2 separate regions of the Mus musculus genome follow, and region 1 is linked to region 2. A link is a contact called in public HiChIP or PLAC-seq data. All regions are on one chromosome and are shown on one strand. Each heading gives the region's core, a stretch centred on a gene start, on an enhancer-like site or on the middle of the called end of the contact. The rest is flanking DNA. Distances are from core to core; before and after follow the strand shown. Region 1 overlaps Fhad1 (forkhead-associated (FHA) phosphopeptide binding domain 1). Region 2 overlaps Fblim1 (filamin binding LIM protein 1).

What was found. HiChIP or PLAC-seq counts read pairs in DNA pulled down with a chosen protein or histone mark.
Region 1: a contact with region 2 is called in a FOXA1 HiChIP or PLAC-seq map of pancreatic cancer cells. The contact joins two enhancer-like sites. A contact is called at or near these places in 2 of 115 datasets of contacts at active chromatin or transcription factors (embryonic stem cells and pancreatic cancer cells) and 1 of 9 other capture datasets (liver).

Annotation. Positions count from the first base shown.
Region 1 is chr4:141,926,744-141,930,784 of GRCm38.p6, reverse strand. Fhad1 (forkhead-associated (FHA) phosphopeptide binding domain 1) reads left to right here. Exons shown (of 32, transcript NM_177868.4): 17 at 1,148-1,255; 18 at 2,301-2,405. Gm35295 (a long non-coding RNA gene) reads right to left here. Exons shown (of 3, transcript XR_390916.3): 2 at 1,605-1,921. Among named protein-coding and RNA genes, the nearest start is that of Gm35295, 7.8 kb to the right of the region's middle. Within about 2 kb of position 2,069, at least 78 of the 459 cell types and tissues checked have an H3K27ac peak or open chromatin away from gene starts, as enhancers often do. A contact at or near this core is called in pancreatic cancer cells, where this site is marked.
Region 2 is chr4:141,577,657-141,582,108 of GRCm38.p6, reverse strand. It overlaps Fblim1 (filamin binding LIM protein 1), which reads left to right. Exons shown (of 9, transcript NM_001163256.1): 8 at 1,009-1,126; 9 at 4,166-4,452. The coding sequence ends at 4,279. Among named protein-coding and RNA genes, the nearest start is that of Fblim1, 20 kb to the left of the region's middle. Within about 2 kb of position 2,983, at least 18 of the 459 cell types and tissues checked have an H3K27ac peak or open chromatin away from gene starts, as enhancers often do. A contact at or near this core is called in pancreatic cancer cells, where this site is marked.

The DNA of each region.
Region 1 (4,041 bases), core at 820-3,319, 350 kb before region 2:
TGGGAGGGGATCAGAAAAACTTAAGCCTCCGGGCTGGGTGTGGTGAGGTAGATCTCTAGGAGTCTGAGGCCAGCATGGTCTACATGCAGAGTTATAGGCCTGGCCTTAAAAAAGATTGGTTTTAACGCATCAGGCAAAGGGGCTGGGGCTTACACTGACCTTCAGGGGTCACAGGACCTGACTGTAGTCTCTTCCCAGAAAGAACTGAGCCCCCTCCACTGAGCTTTTTGTTGGTTTCTTGGGATGTTTGTTGTTTGTTTGTTTGTTTTGTTTTGTTTTGACAGAAGATCTGTTAGCCTAGGTTGGCCTCACGCTCACTACGTAGCCAATTATAACCTTTGACCTCCTAGCCGCCTCTTCTCCACCTCCCACGTGTTGGGATCACAGGTGTGAACCGCACAAAACTATCTTAAAAGCGGGAGAGATTTCTATCCTCTCCACCTCTTGAGGATTTAAATGCCTTCCGAAGGCTAATCCTCTCCCCCGTTGTGGACTCTAGTGGAAATCTTGTTGTAAGTTCCAAACACCCGATGCCCTGCCGGGTGCCGGAGGAAGCCCTGTGAATGCTGGCGAGGCTTTTCTTGGGATTTTGGCTACTGAGCCAGGACCTTGGAGGTAGAACCTGCGGTTGAGGCCATTAGCTGAATAAAGACAGCAAGACATGGATGGACCAGATGGCATTCCATGGCTAGGGACAGCAGAGAGCTAACCCGGAGCTCTCCCCTCATCCAAGACATCCCCGGAAGGCTCACCCTGAACCTTCTAGATGCTGGAAGAATTCTAGTGGTGACTGCTTCATTCATCTGCACCCCTCCGTCCTCCCGAAACTTGCTTCACTAGTCAGAAGGTCGTCACCAATGAGTCTTCTCCCTCAGGTCCTGGTCCCTCCCAGAGCCTCTGTACTCAGCCCGAGTGTTTGCTGTGTTCAGGACCCTGACCTTCCTCTTAACAGGTGCCGCCGCCATAGCCCTGAGCCCTCACCTCTTCTGGCTCCTGGTTTCCTGATCTATAACCCAAATAAAGAATGAAAGGGCCCTCGGCAGCAGCTCCCCACAGGGGCGCCATGGGGATGAGGTCATTCTGGGGGCGACGCAGCTGCCCATCCTGTTACTAAGTGGAAGCTGGTATTATTGACTGTGCCTTTCAGGCCTTGGAGAACAGTGTGGCTCAAGAGAAAAGAAAAATGCGGGAAATGCTGGAGGCAGAAAGGAGGAAGGCACAAGACCTGGAGAATCAGCTGACCCAGCAGAAGGAGGTAGGAGCGCCCAGTGCCCCCCACCCCCAGCAGGACTTGCAGCCAGGTGTGCCCGGCAGCCATGCAGTCTGAGGTCACGCCACTACCCACCGCCGCTGCTGGAAGTAGCCAACACTTGCCACTCAGTGGCTGACCCCGGATGATCCCTGGGAGCTCAGACCCCTGGAAAATGGGAATTTAAATGATCTCATTCGATGGGATAAAGGTTGCCGTATGTAAAGTACAAAGCTCTTCTCTGAAGCTACCAGGAGTCGTGCCAGCTGGAATGGGAAACAGTTCTAAGCACTCTGCCCCACCCCCGAAAGCCAGGGACTTCCCAGGGTGAACCTGTGCCCGTGCCAACACCTACCAGGTTAGACAGTGGCTCAGCTCAGGGACTGAACACTCTGTGACCAGGTCGTTTCCAGGAACAAGAAGCCCCTCCCACTTGGTGCTCCTGTGACTAACTGAGACACGTGGCTCCCTGCTCACCAGACTCATCATATCCTCTCTCTCCCTCTCACACCTCACACTCTGGCAGGCACCTCGTTCCATGATTTCTTGTCCCAAACCTCTGAGTCACTGGTCTTGATGGTGACTCACCTTGGCTTCCCCGTGCAGCTCATTTGTCCTCTGTCTTAGTCACTGTGTTAGTGCTGTGAAGAGACACCATGACCAAGGCAACCCCTATAAAAGAAAGCATTTAATTAGGGGCTTGCTTACAGTTTCAAAGGGTTAGTCCATTATCATCATGGCGGGAGCACAGAGGCGGGAGCATTGTGGGAGCACAGCATGAGCATGGTGGGAGCACAGCAGGAGCATGATGGGAACACAACAGGAGCATGGTGGGAGCACAGCAGTACTCATGGTGCTGGAGAAGTAGCTGACGGCTGCTTCCTGATCAGAAGGCAGAAAGCAAGAAAGTAGGCTTTTGAGACCTCAAAACCCACCCCCAGTGACAGAGTTTCTCCAACAAGACCTATATGAACCTATGGGGGACTTTTCTTAACCAACCCACCACACCCTCTCTTCTGCGCTCACCCCCAAACCCCTCCTTGACTTCCAGATCTCAGAGAACAACACGTATGAGAAACTCAAGATGAGAGACACTCTAGAGAAGGAGAAGAGGAAAATACAGGACCTGGAGAATCGCCTGACTAAGCAAAAAGAGGTAGGAGTCACAGAGACAAGAGGACCATTGCTCCTGCAGGCCTGCTGGGCCCTGCAGCCAGGCTTCAGGTCGTCCTCCTGCTCCCCTCTGGCTGTGGGCTGCTTGCCGTCTCTGTGGCTTGATGCTCCCACTTAGGAAACACAGATCTTCAGAGAGACACACCGGCTGACCACACCGCGCATAACCAGACAGACCTCCGCACAGTGCACGCGTCTCGGCTGCTCTTGTGGCTGTTACTAGCTCCTGGCTTAGAAGTGCATGGGGCAAGATCTAAACCCAGGACTCTTAACCCCTTCATCTTCAACCACTTCTTCCATTATACTGGCCTGGGTTTCTGTTAAGACCCACAATTCTGACATGGTGGGTAATGAGGAGACGGCTGCACACAGTCTCACAAACTGCAGTATTATTTGCTCATCCTGGGTCCCCGTCATGGAAGGGACTCATACACATGTACACACACACACACACACACACACACACACACACACATACACACACACACACACATATATACATAGGCACACACACCTTTGCCAGTCTCTGTCAAAGTAGATGAGCAACAACCAACCTTGCAAATGTGAGTTAAATTTAAATATGTAATATTTAAATATGTAAGTATGTATTAGAAGGATCTTCAGGGCTTGGTGGACTAAGAAGGGCATCTAAGTCTCTTTGCATCCATTTTTGAGGGGTTTTCTTTAAACACATTGACATGCACGTGTGGTGAGGGCCCCCGCTACAGGGTGGATCCGGAGTCTGTATTTTTAACAAGCTGCCCACATAACTCTAGAGCATTTTGGACATGAGCACCTAATGAGAAACTATGTCACCAAAGCCCTTAGGATTGATTACACAGCTGCTCTGGACCCCACCTTGATGGGAGGCCTTAATGGATGGGTGGGTGTCCAGAGGCGGCAGAGTCCAGCAAAGTAAGGCAAGGATCCAGAACTCAGGACTGCCACGCTCCCGTGTAAGGGCCTGGAGCTCAGATGAGGCCTGACCAAGGAGCTAGCTGTCTCTTTGCCTTGGTTCCTGGACGATGCAACCTGCAATGCCGTAAAATGAATCACCAAGGAAGGGGTAGGAACAAGTCAGTAAAAGTTGAGGTAGGAGGATAAGTCAGTAGGGTGAGGAAGAGAGTTTAAACCCTTTAGAAAAGGGCTGGAGAGATGGCTCAATGGTTAAGAGCACTGACTGCTCTTCCGAAGGTCCTGAGTTCAGATCCCAACAACCACATGGTGGCTCACAGCCATTCATAATGAGATCTGATGCCCTCTTCTGTGGTGTCTGAAGACAGCTACAGCATACTTACATATAATTAATTAATTAATTAATTAATTAATTAATTAATTAAAATTGTTTAGAAAAGACAAGCTAGTAATATGTATATGTATGTCTTATTACTAGCTTGTCATATGTGTGTGTGTGTCTACATATATATAATCAGGACTAGAGAAAAGACTCAGCAATTAAGAGCACTGAGTACTCTCCCAGAGGACCCATGTTAGATTCCCAGCACCCACATGGCAGCTCACAACTATCTGTAACTCCCGTTCTGGGCATCCAATGCCCTCTTCTGGCCTCCACAGGCACCAGGCACACAAACAGTATACAGCCATACTGGCAAGCAAAT
Region 2 (4,452 bases), core at 1,734-4,233:
GCCTCAAACTCAGAAATCCACCTGCCTCTGCCTCCCAAGTGCTTGGATTGAAGGCGTGCGACACCACTGCCCTGCTGGGCAGTGGCATTTTAATTTTTTAAAATGACATTTATAGGAAAACTTATAGGACTTGATTTGGGACCTTGCTTTCAGACCCTAGGCCATGTCTCTTTCCTTGGGAAATAGAGGGATGGGAAGTAGAGGGAGGGAGGAAGGAGTGGGGAAATTTATATATATACTTATGATATGTGTGTGTGTGTGTGTGTGTGTGTATATATATATATATATATATATATATATATATATATATATATATATATATACATGACTACTCTTGCTTTGCCCTGTTTGAAAATAAAGAGATGGGGTGTGGTGGTTCATGCCTCACGTGTGATCAGCATGGACTGTAAAGTCCTGTCTTGAAAGATAAGCGAACAGCTGCACTCCAGAAGGCAGAGGCAGGTCGATCTCTGTGAATCCAGGCCAGCCATTGCTACACAGTGAGAGTCTGCCTCAAGAATAAGTAAACAAATAATACACAGACAGGACTGCCAAGATGGCTCAGTGGATAAAGACGCTTGCCACCAAGCCTGATGACCTGAGTTCAATTCCTGGGACCCACAAGGTAGAAGCAAAGAACTGACTCCTGCATGTTGTCCTTGGATCTCCAAATACAACTAAATAAATACGCTAAAAGTTTTTTTTTTTTTTTTTAATTAAGCAAAGTACAAGATAATGGGTGGCCTGGAAAACTCATCTCACATCTGACGCTTCCCGGGGAAAACTGGCCTCTGGCTAATTGCACAATGGGTAGCTGGATTCATGCCACTGACCCCATCCTCCCACCCCTGTCGGGAAGAGTAGACATCATTAGCTGCGCAGATGCGGTCACCTAGCAACCTCGGGGGCGGGGCGCGGGGTGAACTGCAGCTTCACACCTTTGACCAGCTGATTCCTTGGTCAGTGTGAGTAGTTGACTTTCCTGGCTTGTGCTCCCTGTCCATCTAGGAAATTTGCCCCCGTGTGCAGCATCTGCGAGAATCCCATCATCCCCCGAGACGGGAAGGACGCCTTCAAAATCGAGTGCATGGGAAGGAATTTCCACGAGAACTGTTACCGCTGTGAGGTGAGTGGAGCTGAGGTGAAGGGCTGTGGCCATGGGCAGCCCTGTGCCAGAATCTCTCCTGCTCACTGCCCTCAGCAGAGGCTGAGAAAGATGGAGATAAAAACATAGGTGGCGAGCCGGGCGTGGTGGCGCACGCCTTTAATCCCAGCATTTGGGAGGCAGAGGCAGGCGGATTTCTGAGTTCGAGGCCAGCCTGGTCTACAGAGTGAGTTCCAGGACAGCCAGGGCTGCACAGAGAAACCCTGTCTTGAAAAACCAAAAAACAAACAAACAAAAAAACAAAAAACAAAAAAATACCATAGGTGGCAAACTGGACCATGATGGCGCACGCCTCTAATCCCAGTACAGGAAGCAGAGGAAGTTGGAACTCTGATTTTGAGGCGAGCCCCAAGACAGCCAAGGCTACACAGAGAAATCAACCCACTCTCAGAGAAAACGAAAACAAAAACAAACCAACCACACATGGCTATATATCACAGTTAATTGTGTGCTCACATTGCTTACTATGGAAAGAGAATATGTTCCAGAATGGTGGGTGGTGACAGCATCGTTAGCAAGTGATATCCCTGGGCTATCACTCTACCTCCTGTTCCTGCCTTTACTTTGTTTTCTGAGTGTCGGCACAGCACATGGGCATAGCTGGCTCAGGTTTGCATCCTTAGAAGCCCCCAAAGTAGACTCCACTGTGGGGTTCTACCCCCACCGCCAAGAAGGCTCCTGGTTGGCCTGGCATGGGTTTGTTGCCATGATACGTACCATAATTAATAGCAGGTTGGTTGAGGAAAAGATCCGCCATTAAGGGAAATCAAAGCAGGAACCAGGGTCAGAAACCATGGGAGAATGCTGCCTACTGGCCCAAACTCTCTTGCTCTGGCATCCTTTCAGGAAGATTTCTTATACAGCCCAGGGTCCCCTGCCTCAGAATTGCACTTCCTGCAGTGAGCCGGGGTCTCCTACATAAATTAGCAATCAAGAGACCGTCCCCATCCCCACAGACCTGCCACGGGCAGATCTGATCTGAGCAGTCCCTCAATTGAGACTCCTATAGATAACTCTGAGCTGTGTCAAGTTGAAGACTCAAAACATGGAAGATTCTAGGTGTGTCTAGAGTGCAGAAGGCTTAAGGGGTGAGAGCTGATGGGACCAGGAAGGGGTAAGCACTTCAGGCTGAGGGAAGGAACCAGCTGGGCTGCGCTGGGCTGGGAGGCTGCTTAGAACTGGTACAGAAGGCAGCTGGAGAAATGGCTAAGCAGTTAAAAACACTGACTGCTCTAACAGAGGTCCTGAGTTCAGATCTCAGCAACCACATGTTGGCTCACAACCATCTGTAATAGGGATCCGATGCCCTCTTCTGGTGTGTCTGAAGACAGCGACAGCATACTCACATACATGAAAGAAAGAAAGAAAGAAAGAAAGAAAGAAAGAAAGAAAGAAAGGAAGGAAGGAAGGGAAGGGAAGGAAGGAAGAAAGGAAGGAAGGGTAGAGGAAATGCTGGACAATTGGACAGTGCTCACACAAGGGCCTGTGATCAGAACTGGGTAACTACAACTTAGTTTTTCTTTCTTTCTTCCCCCCCCTTTTTTTTTCTGGCTTTTTCGAGACAGGGTTTCTCTGTGTAGCCCTGGCTGTCCTGGAATTCACTCTGTAGACCAGGCTGGCCTCGAACTCAGAGATCCGCCTGCCTCTGCCTCCTAAGTTCTGGGACTAAAGGCATGTGCCACCAGCACCCGGCCATTTTGATCTTGGGACTGATCCAGCAGTGGGGCTTCAAGAATTGCCTAACTCCCTCCCTGACACTGCCAGCCCCGTAGCTCCAAGCTTTCTGTGCTCTGGTGATAAAGACACAAGTGGTAGTTTTTCACTTGTGTGGAGAGTCCCAGGGCAGGGCCCCTTAATCAGCAATGAGTAATTCTAAACATTTATTCTCTTGTATTTGTTTTAAAAGATAACGCAGGGCCATGAGGACCTTGGGAGAGACACTGATTACTTCCTAGGGTCTCTGACTTTGTCAGTTAGAGTTCAAGGTCCATGCAGCTGATAATGTATCAGGAGAGGCCAATGAGGAAGATTGAGTGCTGTTAGCTCTTCCAGAGCCCCATAGAGTCCGAAAGTACCAAGCCTTCATAAAAGCTTGGCTAAGCACATAACCCCTATTTCCTGTCCACAGTGACTTTGGCTGAGGCTGCCTGGCAAGTCAGGATTTGGACTCCAGGAAATTACATTTCAGTTGGGACTGCATTTAAACCCTGTCTTAAACTGACCCTTAAAAACAAACAAACAACCCCACAGATGTAAATCTCAAACTATAGCAGCCCAGAACAGAACTGGGTTCCAGTTTTCCCAGGGGGGAAGAGGGTCTCCACCTATTTATTGTTCATGACCACCTGACTCTGGTCCGCAGTCCGTGTCTTTTCTTACAGTTGTTGGAAAGATGACAGTATTCTTAGAGGTGGAAAGTGCTTTTTAATTATAAGACTGTCATACGCATCACCTTAGGAAATCACAGCAGTCTTGGGAGATAGCTTATAGTCTCCATTTAAGTTGGAAAAACCTGAAGGTGGCATGGTGACAAATACTTGACATCCTAATATTGGGAGGCTGAGGTGGGAAAATCGGGAGTTCAGGCCAGCCCGGGATAGACTTAGTTTTCCAGAGCACCCTGGGATGTGTAGAGGGAGTCTTTCTCAAAACAAAACCGAGGCGGTGGTAGGATCAGGAGTTCAGTCATCCTTGGCTACTTAGTTTGAAGCCAGCTTTTTATCTTTAAGGCTGGGCAGTGGTGGCACACGCCTTTAGTCCCAGCACTCGGGAGGCAGAGGCAGGCAGATTTCTGAGTTCGAGGCCAGCCTGGTCTACAGAGTGAGTTCCAGGACAGCCAGGGCTACACAGAGAAACCCTGTCTCGAAAAACAAAACAAAACAAAACAAAAAGATCCTATCTTTAAATGAAGAAGGTGGGGGGAGCTGAGGTCCCCTGGGGAAGCTCCGTGCTGGCGGGATCCAGGCTTGGAGACACCCACACTTGCTTCTGTATCCCCAGGACTGCAGCGTGCTCCTGTCTGTGGAACCTACCGACCAAGGCTGCTACCCACTGAATGACCACCTCTTCTGCAAGCCCTGTCACCTGAAGCGGAGTGCTGCTGGTTGCTGCTGAAGAGTCCCGATAGCTGGCCCTTCCCTGACTTGGTTTCCCCTCCTGACTTTTCTTGAGTACTTTCTTTTTGAACCTCACTGGGCACCAGCACACTGCTCAGCCCATAGTGTCTAAATGCACAGACAGGCTTGAGACACTGGGCTTTGGCCTCCTAGTACACAGCACCCCCCACC